Linked DNA regions of Rattus norvegicus: all the other regions are linked to region 4. A link is a contact called in public Hi-C data. All regions are on one chromosome and are shown on one strand. The core of a region is the stretch at or near the end of the contact, and the rest is flanking DNA. Distances in the headings are between cores, read along the strand shown. Region 1 holds the start of Csnk1a1 (casein kinase 1, alpha 1). Region 2 has its middle 4.1 kb from the start of Mir145. Region 3 holds the start of Ablim3 (actin binding LIM protein family, member 3). Region 4 holds the start of Afap1l1 (actin filament associated protein 1-like 1).

The links. Hi-C and Micro-C count contacts between places; a contact is called where the count stands out from the background.
Region 1: a Hi-C map of Schwann cells shows a contact between it and region 4, with 5 times the contacts expected there. The contact joins the promoter of Csnk1a1 here to the promoter of Afap1l1 in region 4. A contact is called at or near these places in 3 of 12 Hi-C or Micro-C datasets (the A7r5 cell line, Schwann cells and psoas muscle) and 1 of 1 datasets of contacts at active chromatin or transcription factors (oligodendrocytes).
Region 2: a Hi-C map of Schwann cells shows a contact between it and region 4, with 5 times the contacts expected there. The contact joins the enhancer-like site here to the promoter of Afap1l1 in region 4. A contact is called at or near these places in 2 of 12 Hi-C or Micro-C datasets (Schwann cells and frontal cortex).
Region 3: a contact with region 4 is called in a Hi-C map of Schwann cells, with 3 times the contacts expected there. The contact joins the promoter of Ablim3 here to the promoter of Afap1l1 in region 4. A contact is called at or near these places in 8 of 12 Hi-C or Micro-C datasets (the A7r5 cell line, Schwann cells, frontal cortex and 4 more).

Annotation. Positions count from the first base shown.
Region 1 is chr18:57,285,474-57,288,793 of GRCr8, reverse strand. Csnk1a1 (casein kinase 1, alpha 1) reads right to left here and starts at 1,382. Exons shown (of 10, transcript NM_053615.2): 1 at 767-1,382; 2 at 118-224. The coding sequence starts at 889.
Region 2 is chr18:57,364,213-57,367,745 of GRCr8, reverse strand. It overlaps the pseudogene Rps23-ps2. Among named protein-coding and RNA genes, the nearest start is that of Mir145, 4.1 kb to the left of the region's middle. Within about 2 kb of position 1,620, at least 19 of the 93 cell types and tissues checked have an H3K27ac peak or open chromatin away from gene starts, as enhancers often do. A contact at or near this core is called in Schwann cells, where this site is marked.
Region 3 is chr18:57,644,491-57,647,979 of GRCr8, reverse strand. Ablim3 (actin binding LIM protein family, member 3) reads left to right here and starts at 1,270. Exons shown (of 23, transcript NM_001191698.1): 1 at 1,270-1,646. The coding sequence starts at 1,634.
Region 4 is chr18:57,512,892-57,516,184 of GRCr8, reverse strand. Afap1l1 (actin filament associated protein 1-like 1) reads left to right here and starts at 1,705. Exons shown (of 19, transcript NM_001106142.1): 1 at 1,705-1,818. The coding sequence starts at 1,803.

The DNA.
Region 1 (3,320 bases), core at 133-2,632, 230 kb after region 4:
ACTATGGAATCTGGAGGACGCAGTACCAAGACCGATTCATCGCGTCCAATTACCAGCCTCAACCCCTTTCACCATTTCGCAATTCCCAGCGATCGACTACGTGCTCAAGGTTCTTACCGTATGTGAGGGATGCCAACCCCACCTTGAAGAATCTTATACAGTTTGCTCTCGTACAGCAACTGGGGATGCCTGGCCTTCTGGGATTCTAGTTTCACTGCCACTTCCTGCAGAGGAAAGGGGACGATGGTATCAAAATCCCTACGGATTCAAACTCACTTGGGAAACGAGAAATGTTAGCAATGCTTGCTTCCAGTTGCCACTATGAGGACGTGAAGAGACGGGCATGTCCTCTAAATCTAAAGTGAGTGAAACAAAAGGAGTCATCCAGAAAACAGGCAACCTTGGAACGTAAGGCGAGACTTTTAAAAGGAAACTGTTCTAACTGGAACAAGAACCCCAGATTAAATTTGAGAAATACAAAGAAAACCATGGCGATCATACACGACTTCGCCCTTCTCCTCTTAAATAACGGTTAAAATGAAATACTTTGAACAAGGTGGGAAACCTCAGAGCTTACCCTCCCTTTCTATCGGGTTTTTCCTTTTTAGGGAAATAGTGGGGGAGGCTGCTAAGCCAGGAAAACTGGCTCGCTCTGGACTCCCTAGTGCGTGCGTGCGTGCGTGCAGTGGGAAGGTTTGGAGTACTTAGGGGGGTTGGGGGTGAAAAAAAGCCCAGCGTTAACGTTCCCCCAGAACCGGGTGATTACCTCGCCATTGGTGATGTTGATCGCTAGATAAATGTCCCCGAAGGAACCAGATCCGATCTTCCGCACCAGTTTGTATTTCCCACCGACGATAAATTCGGCCTTGGAGCCGCTGCTGCTCGCCATCCTGAGACGCGAAGATGGAGGCGGGGGCCAAGCCCCGACACCTCTGGAAGAGGATGGAAGCCTCCGGGGCTGTTCCACCCGGCAGATCTGAGGAGCGCGGCAGGCAACCTAAAACCAAGGCTTTGTTGGCGTTTCAGGGCGCAAAGGCGGCTGAGAGAAGCCGGATCGCCGCCGCTCGCTGAGGGCCTGGCCGCAGTTAGTTAAGGGTGGTCGCGGCTGCTGAAGCTCGGCCACTTGCTATTTGGGCGGCCGCCGCTGTTTCTTGTTCGCGGCGACGTCGCGGGCTGGGGAAGGGGCGCGGTGAATTAGGGCGGCAGTACCGCTGCCACCACTGCCGCCGGCTCCGGCCCGGAGGGAACCCGTCACTCCGCCGATGCCGCCATCTTGTTACTCCAGCTCCAGCCAACACAAAATGCCCCCAGTCCCCGGGAGCCGCTTCTTCACGGCGCGGAGCACTCTGGGAAAGGGATCTCGGGCGCTCTTTCGGTAGGGTGGGCTGAGAGAGGGAGGGCGGAACCGGATCCGCGAGAGTCGCAACCCACGCTCCTAGCGTCACCCAGCCACGCCCAGGTGCGCCTGCGCACTGAGATGCCTGCGGGCTGCGCAGGTCTGGTGTAGCCTGTGCTCTTCCCCGCCCGGGCTCACTTCCACTTCCGGCCGTCCGGGGCTCTACTCTTGCTACCTGTTAATCACTTTGGACCCCGAGGGCAGTGTCTTGCTATGCGTCAGGCGAGCGCGTTAGGGAGTCACCTTCTTTTCAAATGTGGCCAATGAAAGCTTCTGGTCTCCTTGGGAGTTGAGTGATCTTTTTTCCGCGTTTGAAGCGGTTTATAGCCTTTGATCCTTTTTCAGGTCACTCTGGAGCCGTCCTTTTCCTGCACAGTGTGTCGAAATAGGTTGTGGCCTCTGATGAGAAAAGCTGCGCCGGGCGAGCTGGGTTTAGGAAGTGGCAGATTCCTACTGATTATTAGTAATTAAGGGTTCAGGGCTCCGTGAAATGTCGCTAATTCCCCTTCCCCCATTTTTTAAGGGAACATGAAGAACCTGGTATTAGTCTCACCCTGTGTCTGTTCGTATTCCTTTGAATACACTTGATCTGAAAGGAGCAATTCTAATAGAAACTTCATTATCACTAGCGTTATGAACAGAAAAACTTGACAATAAATTTGCGCATAATAAAATTTGCTATACTTATCCTTCAAAGAAGCAGTTTCGTCTTGGATCATGTCGAGAAGTACATTATTAGTGCAAAAGGTACAAATGAATATTACAAAATAAAACCGACATCGTTTAAAACAAGGTAATTTTTTATTAAAAACTGATAAAACGGGACTTGTCTTTATTTTCAAGTACAAAATTTTACTGAAAATTAAGGTTTACAAAAGCTCCCTCGGGCACTATGAAACATGAGTATAGCCTGTAAAACTTTTTTAAGTCAATGCTAAAATAAACATTAAAATGGAAAAAATGGTGTATTTTTATTTGTGTGTGTGTGTGTGTGTGTGTGTGTGTGTATGAGTTTTTGTGCATCACATACATGGATGCAAGAGGGAACTGGACTGCATGAACTGGAATCACCGGTGCTTGAGAGGTACCTGATGCAGGTAACAACTGGTCTCCAGGTCTTCTGTAAGAGTAGTTAAGTTCTCTAAACCACTGAGCCATCACTCCAGACCTAGGAAAAATGAAAAAAAAAAGTCTTAAATACAACTTTGAACACTGGTACAGTAGTTAGAAGTAGAGACTGTCTAGGGCTTAACAAGTAGTTCTGAAGGATAAGTGAACTAGGGTTGGCAAAGCATACGTGACACACACACACACACACACACACACACACACCACATCTTGATGGAGGATGAAAAATGCTGTGTTGGTGCAGTAGTGAGAGCACTAGAGAACTAAACTGGGTGATTTTCAAAGGTGTGCATTTAGATAGGTGCAAGTCTAGCAAAGTGTTCCACAGAATTATAGAGGAACAGTGCTTGGTTCTTCTGCAACCAATCTAATTTCATGTATTTTATTGAGATTCTTATCTTCTTACATTTGTGTCATTAAAATACATTTTCGGAGGTTGGGGGGCTGCCAGAGGACCGGAGCTCTTGCAGTTCTCTTAGCAGAACCTAGCATCTATATGGTGATTCACAAGTGTTTGTAATGTCGGTTCCAGAGGATCAGATGCCCTCTGGTCTCTGAAGCAGCTTACCCACATGGTGCACAGGTATGCATGCAGTCAAAACACATATACACATTAAGTAAAAAACAACCTTTTTTTTTTTTTTCTCTCGGAACTGAGGACCGAACCCAGGGCCTTGTGCTTGCTAGGCAAGCGCTCTACCATTGAGCTAAATCCCCAACCCCAAGTAAAAACAACCTTAAAAACTGGTGCTGAGGGTCAATGATTTTCATTTTAAATCTTTATTTGGAAACTTTT
Region 2 (3,533 bases), core at 371-2,870, 150 kb after region 4:
GTCTCACCCATTCAGCCCAGGCTGCATGATCCCCAAAACTACTGTATTTAGACAAAATGGACCCTCTTACGTAGTCATTGAACTTGTTTCGCCTCAGCCTCCGAGGGCCCTGGGTTGGACTGCAGAGAGGGCTCAGTGGTTAAGACCACTTGATGTCCTTCTAGAGGGCCTGGGTTCAGTTCCTAGAACCCATGTTGAGAGGTTTGCAACTACTTGTAACTCCAAGGATGTGGCTTCAGGAGATCCTACACTCTCTACTGGCTTCGTCGGGCACCTGAACACAAATATACACATAAATAAAGTATGACTAAACCCAAGGGCTGAGGTACATACCCACCACACTAGATGCCGGGACTTAAAGCAGTCACATGGCCAGTCAGCGGTGGCATATGCCTTTAATGCCAGTACTCTGGAGGCAGAGGCAGGAGGAATTCTGTGAGTTTGAGGCCAGCCTCGTTTACATAGTGACGAACAGAAAGCCTGTCTTGGAAAAAACCCAACCCAATCGGAAACAGTCACATGCCTCACATGACCTCCCAAGCTACTGTATTTAGACGAAACAAGCCCTCTTACATGGCCATCCCCAGGAGCCAAGGGCCACCTACACCTCACTGCCCCAGAACAAGCCCTGAAGAGGGGTCCGAGGCTCCAGAATCATCCCAGTCACCTGAGTGCCAAACAGGGAGTGGGAGAGATGGGCCAAGGGTGCCTCTGCAACTGTTGTGCTTTTCAGCTTCAAAACAGTAGCCAGCAGGATGCCACAGCCTTCTCAAGGACCACAGGCTTTGTCTTTGCTGTCCCTCCTTCTAGAGCTTCCATTTGACATCCTAGTGGAGCTGATACCAACCAGCTAGCTGCCAGCAGGTCACAGTCACAGGGTCCCCAAGGAGAGGGGTGCACAAGAACGGGAAGGGCTGGAGAGGTGGCTCAGCGGTTAAGAGCGCTGACTGCTCTTCCAGATGGTCCTGAGTTCAATTCCCAGCAACCACATGGTGGCTCACGACCATCTCTAATGGGATCCTATGCCCTCTTCTGGTGTGTCTGAAGAGAGCAACAGTGCACTCACATTAAACAAACAAACAAACAAACAAATGGAGGAGGAGGGGAGGGGAGGAGGAGGAGGGGGAGGAGGAGGAGGAGGAGGAGGAGGAGGAGGAGGACCACCCTCAAAGGTGGTAGGTAATTGCGTAGGTTTTTCTCGGGAGCGGGTGGTGGTAAGACAGGTTTTCTCTACATAGCCCTGGCTGTCTCAGTGGTCTCGAACTCACAAAGATCTGCCGGCCTCCGCCTCAAATGCTGGGGATTAAAGGTATGCACCACCGTTCCCCACTTGTTTGGGGAATCTATATTCGCCTTGGCATCACTCAAAGCCTTCTGTGTGCACAGTGTGCCTGGTGCCGGCACACTCACTGTTCAGGAGCAGACAGAGAAATCCTACTGTAAAGCGATTCCAGCTTGCATTTATCAGGACTCTTCCTTAGACTGGTGTAGCTGAGACCACGCCTCAACTGATGTCTAAAACCGGAACAATTTCACGGCATGTCTAAGTACCATGACACAGGCTTCTGTTCTGGGAAGGAAGGAAACAGGGAGAACGGTGTCCCAAACCCTTGCTCTTCCCAGATGGAGAGCCTAGAGTTACTTACAGAAAGGAAGGGCGGGTTCTCCTGGAACGGGGTAAAGGGGTGGTGACTCAGGCTGGGGCATAGGGCGCCCTCTTGTGGCCCATCCTGGGAAGACAGGCTTCCTTATTCTCTAGTACTTAATCATAATGTCATCATTGGCCGGCGGCGTGTATTGCTTTTGTCGAAGACTTTGCATTTTTTTTCTGGATATGAAAATTTATTATTCTGTTTCCATTGTCAAAATTTTATGATCTTGGCCTTTCCTTCTTGCCTTTGTACAGAGCCAAAAGAGACACATTGGCTACTTTAACCACCTTAAAGCGGACTCCAGGAATATCACCCACGGCATGGCCTTTGCGACCAAATCCAGCAACCAGAACTTCATCATTTTCCTCAATGAAGTTCAAGCAACAGTCATTGGGCACGAACGCTGTGATCTTCTTGCCGTGCTTAATGAGCTGCACCCTGACACACTTCCGGATGGCAGAATTTGGCTGTTTGGCTTCAGCCCCTACTTTTTCCAGCACAATTCCCTTTGCGTGAGAGGCACCCCCCCAAACGGATTGGCCTTCAGGGCTGTGCCCAAGTGGGCTTTCTTGTACTGTTTATCATGCCACTTCTCGTCCCGTCGGTGACTGCGGAGCTTCCGGGCAGTACGGAGACCACGACACTTACCCATCTTGCCGGCGCCACGGGCCCGAGAGAAAGCAAGACTTTGCATTTTAAAATGTACTTTCCACCAGTCATGGAGGTGTACACTCTTCATCTCAACATCCGGGAGGCAGAAACAGGCGGATCTCTGTGTGACTTAGCCAGTCCGATCTATAGAATGAGTTCTAGGACAAGCAAGGCTACATAGAGAGATCCTGACTTCAAACAAACAAACAAACAAACAAACAAACACACCTGAACAATCCAAACAAAACAAAATTTTCTTTTTGCCTGTGGCCCAATTTGCCCATTGTCATCAGGTGTTAAAAAGCCTCAGAGGGGTTAAACAGTATTTGTCCTGAATCCATTGTTCTTACGACTTACTGACCCCTCATAGAAATTAGCCCTGAGGTAAGTTTGGGTTTGCTGCTTTAAAAAAAAAAGATGTATTCATTTGTTTGTTTGTTTGTTTGTTCCTTTGTTTGTTTGTTTGTTGTATATGTGTGAGTGCCTTGGTGTATAAATGTCCACCACTTACATTCTGGAGCCCATGGGAGTCAAAGGAGGGTGTTGGGTGGCCTGGATCTGGGGTCACAATGACCTTTCTGAGCTGCCATGTGGGTGGCAAGAACTGAATCTGGGTCCTCTACAAGAGCAACCAGCGTTATTAACTACTAAGCAACCTCTCCAGCCCCACTTGAACTCAGACTCTGGGGTGAGGGGGAGTTTGTGCCCCCAAATTTTTAATTTTTCTTTTTATGTGTATGGGTATTTTGCCTGTTTGTATGAAAACATGAAATAAAGCAAACAAACAAACAAAACAAAAAACAACCAACCAACCAACAACAACAACAAAAACCCACTAAGGACATTGAAGTACCTAAACTCAAGGAAACCAACTAAAAGAGAATTCCAAAGCAAACATCAAAAGTAGGGATCGGGTTGGGGATTTAGCTCAGCGGTAGAGCGCTTGCCTAACAAGCGCAAGGCCCTGGGTTCAGTCCCCAGCTCCAAAGAAAAAAAAAAGAAAGAAAAAAAAAAAGTAGGGATCACATTAGTGAGAAACAGATAATGAAATTAAAATGGGTGACTGGCTATCATGAAGAACCTATTAAAAATTTTAGAACCAGGTGGTGGTGACCCACAACTTTTAATTCCAGCACTTGGGAAGCAGAGGCAGGTAGATCTCTGAGTTTGAGGCTAGCCTGGTCTATAGAGGGAGTTCCAGGACAGCCAGGGCTACACAGAGAAACGCTG
Region 3 (3,489 bases), core at 21-2,520, 130 kb before region 4:
AAGACGCTGTGCCCTAGAATTTCGAACTCCGAGAGTATGAACATTCAGTTTTCTGAGTTCACACATGTCCCCTCTGGAGTCACTGTATAGACCAGGATGGTATATACGGTCTCTAGTCTGGTTATTTGTTACATTTTTGTAAGCATGAATTAGGCTAAGGAAATGCCAGAGTTGGCAGTCATAGGAATGTGAAGAGCCTCCACCTTATGTTGGCCGGTTGTCACCAAAGAATTCAGAAAATAGCCATGACAACTAATTGCTATAACAATAACAACAACTCGAGGTAAGTTAGCTGTACAAAAGCGGAGGTGACCCAGCATCATGAGGCTATGTACCTGCTGCCTTCCTCAGATGGGAGAGAGCAACAGGGTGAAGATGCTTAGACCTCCCACAATTAGGGTTGGGGTATATTAGGGTCACATAACACAAGGGTCATTTTTTTTCCGACAAATACTGATACCTACTGTGCCAGGCCCTGATGGAGGAGGTCTACTGAAAAGACCCTTTTTTTGTCATACAGTGAACGTTGCTTGTGCGACAGGGGAGGTAGGCTGTCAGAGCAAATTAATCTAGTGATCCCAGAAATCAAGAGAGTAAGTAGGGGAACGGGGACACGAGCTGAAAGGAAAACGGCATCCTGAGCATCTGTCTTATTTACTGACACAGCTACCTCAGGATCCAGTTCAGTAGGAACCTGCTCAAAGCTAAACTGCACCCAGCTTGTCAGCCCTGGGCTGAGTTGGGAGCTCAAACTCCAGCAAATCCAGTCTCTCCTTCTAAGTGATAACTTTCCTCTTTCCTTCCTTATATCGGCTCACCCCCTAGGTCCCAGGTTCACCCCCACCCCACCCGCCCGTACTACTGCCCTCAGGACATCAGGGTCCCGTTTTTTTTTTTTTAGGGGAGGGGGTGGAGTTGGTGTTTTTTTTTTTTTTTTCTTCCCACCACCCCAGCACTCAGGCAGAATGCCCTGCAGGGCGGAGCCTCAGACACGCGCCGGCGCGTCCAGCAGGTGGCAGCAGCGAGCGGCCGCGCCCCCCGAGCTGCCAAGCTGCGAGCCCACATCATGGATGGCGAGCTCTCAGGTTTCGCCTGGCTCGCCCTGGCATCCCAGACCCCAGACGACCAGCGGGATTCATGAGCCACTTGCAGGGGCCGGGGCAGGGGCCTCTGGCTCCCAAAACTGGACAAGAGGTGGGTCCCGGGGCGGGTCGCTGCTCCCGAGGCCGGGCGGGGACGCGCTGCCTCCGCCCTGCCTCCCTGTGGTCCACACCCCCTTCGGGCTCCGCAGCCTGCCGGCTGGGATAACGCGGGGTGCGCACGAGCCGGCGCTGCCAGCCTCGCTACTGCCCGGGGTTCGGGTCCCAGGTGCTGAGGACGAAGCACCTGAGTCCTCCTCGCCTGCCCCTCCTCTCTGTTCACCTGCCCTGTTCGTCCACTCGCCTTAAAGGCCAGCGGCTCCAGCCCAGACGGAGAGGGGCCAGCAGGGGGAGAGCGCACCTGAGGATACACAGCTGGCCCTGCTCTGCCTTTTCACCCTTAGGTGATGAGTGAGGCCAGGAGAAGAACACAAGATTTAAAAAGCAACCCGGGCCTCCGTTTTGAATGAACGACCCAGAGCAAAGGCATCACCATGAACACGAGCAGTAAGTGGATCCTCCTCTCCTTTGCCATGGGAACAGGGGTGGGGGCGGGAGGTTCAGGAGCCTGCGCCCGGGCTGCCTGGAAAGAGGAAGGAAGCCGGTATCCGCGGGGACACCTGACTCCTTCTTCTTCGGGTGCTTTCGGAGCTCCCTGGCACAGGGAGAGCTTTGAGGTCTGCCTTTTCCTGATGATTTTGCTAATGTTTAATCGGCAGCGCCAGTTGCCTCTGTCGGGAAAACTGCTGTCTCCTAGCTATGCCTGGAAAGGCCTAAGAAGCAGTAGTGTGGCCATTGTCTGACTGTGGGGGGCTCCCAGGAGACCTCCATGCCCACATCTGTAAATCCACGGAGGCCCTGCTTGTCCCGGGAAGAGCAGAGAGGCCGTGGGCGGACCTGGGCGGACCTTGGATGGCAAAGAGCAATTTGATAAACAAATCCTCATGAAGCCACCTTTAGGTCCTGAGGAAGATCCAGCTCCTGTTCCCTCAGTGGTCCAGGCTGGTTCCCTACCGACCTGGAGGCTGCTTAGCCTACAGGAGAATGAGAGGAAGTGGCAAACCCTCTGAGCAACAGCTTTGGCAGTAACTGCCCTGCAGAGCCTGGCCCGGACACTTAGGGCCCTGGATATCATGAAATGCACTCAAGCAACCCAGGAAGGCCCTGGTTGGGTTAATGTGACCCAGGCATTACCCTAGGAGGGCATGATTGTGTTCAACTGGCACTGTCTGGCTCTGTTTTCAACTTGCTGGCTGGGGTCATCTCGGTACCAAATCCGACGGTGGAAGCAGAGGCTCCCTGCAAGCATTCCCAGTTGGGGGTTCTGACTTTTGGGCTTAGTCCCAACTCTACATCTCAGATTGCTCAGCTATGAGATCTGGAGGGATAAATCAGAGACCTTTCTGATCAAGAACTGACAAGGTCTTTCTACAAATGCTAGAGCTTGGCAGTAAGGGCGGGGTGAGGGGGGGTTCAGCACCTGAGTGAGACGAGGTCCAGGCTAGCCCCGCTAGTTCCTGACCCTCCCTCCATTTCAAGGCCTTGGCACAGAGAGAAACTGCAGAGCCGCTGGGATGGAAACGAAATGTATTTATTTACTACGTATTTGCGTGACTCACGTCTCGTCTCTGCTGTCTTCCTTTGTGTATCACATAGCTATGCTAAGCAAGCGAGTGAGGCTTGACTCCCTTCCCCTCTTATAGCCAAAGAATTTTTTTCCCTCATAGCTGACAGTCTGAAATGATATTCTGGCTTCGTACCAGACTTGGGGAGGGGGTGGGGCAAGCCCTGTCAACCCTGTCACCGGAGGGCCATATGTTTGCATCTGTGTCCTTCGAAAAATTAAGGTGTGGATTGCCTGCCATTCCTTACTCTATCTAGGGGAATTTTTGTTTATGGGAGTCTTTCCCAGTAACTGATAGAGGAGAAGGAACTAAGAAAGGTAATTAGCAACTGACTCTGCCTTTTGCTGTTCTAGAATCCTAAGAAATGTTTGTGCTATTAGCAACACTGAGTATTATAAGCTGAAAAAAAATCCAAAAAACCAAACCAGATTTCCCTTCGTTCTGTTTTTTCTTCCTTCTGTCTAAATAATGATCAATGTAATAATGTACTTAAATGTTGTAGATGACACAGACAGAAAAAAAAAGTCTACTTTTCTAATTAGGAGATGTTAAATTTGCAGTAGTGTGGGGAAATGAGCAAGAAAATGCCCAGCACAACCTTGGGAACCCCCAAGCGCTCTATAGGGAGGATACTCAAGAGCTGGAGCACCCAGTGGGGAGTCTCAGGGCCTGAGAACTTCATCTCAACGGAGACCCTGCAGATGGAGAGAGTATAAGTCAGACCT
Region 4 (3,293 bases), core at 456-2,955:
CCTCCATCTATTTGACAATGGTAGTATTTTCTTCTGTCATTTGAAAATGATTTCATCAGAGGACATGGTCGACTGTCACTATATCCAAACCTCTGGAGCAGAAGGCAAGAGGTGAGTGAGTTGGAGGCTAGCCTGAGCTACTTAGGAAAACCTGTCTCAAAAGGAAAAGAAGGAAGAGATGGAGGGAGGGAGAGAGGGAGGGAGGGAGAGAGGGAGAGAGGGAGGGAGGGAGGAAGGAAGGAAAAAAACTTGGGGTGATGATCTATGGTAGAATGCTTGCCTTGCCTGAAGAAGGCCCTGGGTTCTATGCTCAGTGCTGCAAAGCATTCTGGGTAAAATGGTGATTTAGTAAGCTAGCCTAGGAACTCAGAATGTTCTGATGGCTTCCAAGTTCCAGAGTTCAAGCAGTGGACTTAGGAAGCTGAATCCACTTGCAATTGTGGATTAGCTGCTTTAGAATTGAACATGACCTTTTCAAATTGGAAAAGAGGGCAGGGACAAAGAGGAACTTGGAAGCTCACAATGGCTCACATCTTCATAGCTATTTATGGTTTGTAAAGTGGGTCTGTAGTATCCTTTCACATGCCTTGCCAACAGCTCCGTGAGGTCAGTCCGAGGTCTCTCCCTCAGCACAGATGAGCAGACAGGCTTCGAAGGTGGGACATTACATGCAGCTCCTACTGAGTAGGAAGGAAAGACTCGGAAAAAATTTTTTACTTATTTTTTAACCGCACCAATGTTCTCTCTAAGCCCTCTACATTCAAACGCACAGAACAAACTACAGGGGTCATTTTGCCCCAGGTAATGTTAATTTCCTGCAGGTAAAAACTCGGGAGGAAATACTTCGAGGTGAAGAAAATACAAGATGCCCATTCTTGCCTCAGTGTCTTTGCAGACGTTCCAAACATTAGATATGCTACAATGTATCCCTCAATCAAAACTGAATACAGGGTAAGGCCCACAGTTGGAGAAGTGTGTCTGAGCATTGGCCTTGAATGGCACTTACAGACTCAAACTCAGGCCTCTCAGGCCGACCACAGTCCTACCCTACCAGTAATTTTAAAAGCTGACACCCATACTAAATCTCTCGGCTGGGCTGTAGCAATACATTTTCTGCATCCCATAATTATCTTCGGAGGTGTGCACCGCATTATATTTCCCAGTGCTAAAACTGTTGCCTTCTGCGGTGTTTATCACACTGTTTTGGTATCTCTTCACAGTTTAGTACATTTAGGAACTTGGAAAGCTGACATGGGGCCCCATCCACCACCTGTCTTTTTAGCAATTTAAGATCTTTGTTTAATATTTCTCAATCCTTTGTTGTCGTTTTACCAGCCTGGCTCAGGAAAGAACTTTGGGAGTGGACACGATAAACTCAAAGCCAAAAAGGTGGGCCAGGCTGAGTCCTTGGAAGGAATGCAAGGCAGTACCCACAGGGGAGTGAGTGGTTCGCTTCCCTGTCTTTAGCGGAGGGTAAGCAAAATTGAGTGGTCCAGGCAGGTCGACCACGTAGGCACCGAACCCAAGCGTGTGAGCTGTGAGGCTGTCCCTGCTAGCCCAGCAGGAGGGCGAGGGAAAGCAGGGCGTGGCGTTGGCCAGTGCGGGGACCGAGACACTCGCAGGGGGCGAGGCGTGCTCGGGTCTATTCCGGGAGCGCGCAGGGCGGGGCGGGGGCGTCCTGCGAGCATCCTGTCTGGGGGAGGGGACGAGCTAGCCGCCCCGGCAGCCCGGGAGAGCGCACGCCGCCTGGTGCGGCAGCCGCTGCGCTCTGGGCTGAGTGCTCCAGGATCCGTGCCGGAGCCATGGACCGAAGCAGGGGTAAGTGGTTCCTGCGGCGGGGAAGGGAGGCCTGGGAGATCGCAGGCCGGATAGGACTGAGAAAGAGGAGAGGTGGCGCTAGGGCTTGGCGGACGTTAAACAAATTGAGCACAGGTGCCTCCTGCAGCAGAAGTAATCTCTTGTGTGTCAGCGCCCTCCCCTCGACCCCCCCACCCCGTGGCCTAGGTCTAAGTCCCCTCGTTGGGTGGGAAATTGGCATAGTTGCACACTCTCCTTTCTAACTTTATGAAAGGCTTCCCAGGAGTCTTGAGGTCATCGAGCTACCCACTTGTCGCCACATATAGAGTGAGTGTGAAATACAGGGTACAGGTTAAACTCCTTGAACAGCCAACCCATAAGGCTCCTACTATGCTCCCTAGGAGAAGCCCTGGGGAGACTTAAGTGTGTGGCTCCCTAGAACTTTGGAGAAGGCAGGGCTTCGTGAGCACGCTTCTGCTGTGCCTCTGTTTGGTGGACTTACTAGTCCTGAGGATTACTCAGTTGGGACTGCCCAGGACAAAGATAAGGGCTTCCTGGGACTCTGGGGTGGGGACAGCACACAGTTTAGTAAAGGTTAGGACATTGCAGTGGACCCGTGCCTACTTGAGCTTGGGGGAGGGGGGGTAGATCAAACTTGGGTCTGGCCAGCACCTCTGGAATCCAGAGATCACAGGTGTGAAGGAAGGCACTTGGCAAACTGCGTGTTGTGTCTTTAAGAGAAGCAGTTTCTATTGTTGTTGCTGTTAGTGGAAAATTCCTCTCCCTTCCTACAATCATCCTTACAACCCGCCTCCTGCTTGCTCTGCTGAGGCCCCAGGGGCAAAGGAAGTGTTTGGGCGAGGGCGAGTGCTTGAGCAGGTGTGTAGGGTTACCTTCTGCACCCGTGTATATTCAGAGGACCTTCGAGGACCTTCCATCCCGTCCTCCTCATCTGCCCCTCTCCAACACAAAATTCAGCACCCACCTTCTTCAGAGTCCTTGGAGAGCAGGCAGACATTAGAGGAAGGACTTCCAGATTGTTCTTCAAGACTGAGGCATGATTTGAAGGCAGCTCTCACCTGCTAACTGACGTCAGGGCAAGGGTGCACCTCCCACCGGGGCAGTAAAACCTAATAGGCACATCTTATTCCTTCTGCTGCCTCCCAATACCCCAGCCTCATAACGAAAGCAAGGATCGTCCTCAAATTCGCATACACTCGGTCTTGTTCCCTGAACCAAAATCTGTATGGAGAACTCGGGTTTTAATGTTCCATAAGCACTGTGCCCACTTCAAAAAGCAGCTTCCAGACACTGTAGTTAGGAGATGGGACCCCCCAGAATCTCTCAGTGCCCAGAGCATTCAAGGATTCTGACCTTTCTACTTTCCTCCTCTACCCACCCCCCACACACCCTCTCACCCATCTCTTGTCACAGGAACCTGTTAGTGCTGTAGCGTTAGCTTCCTTAATCTTGTTCCCTTGAACAGAAGTGAACTT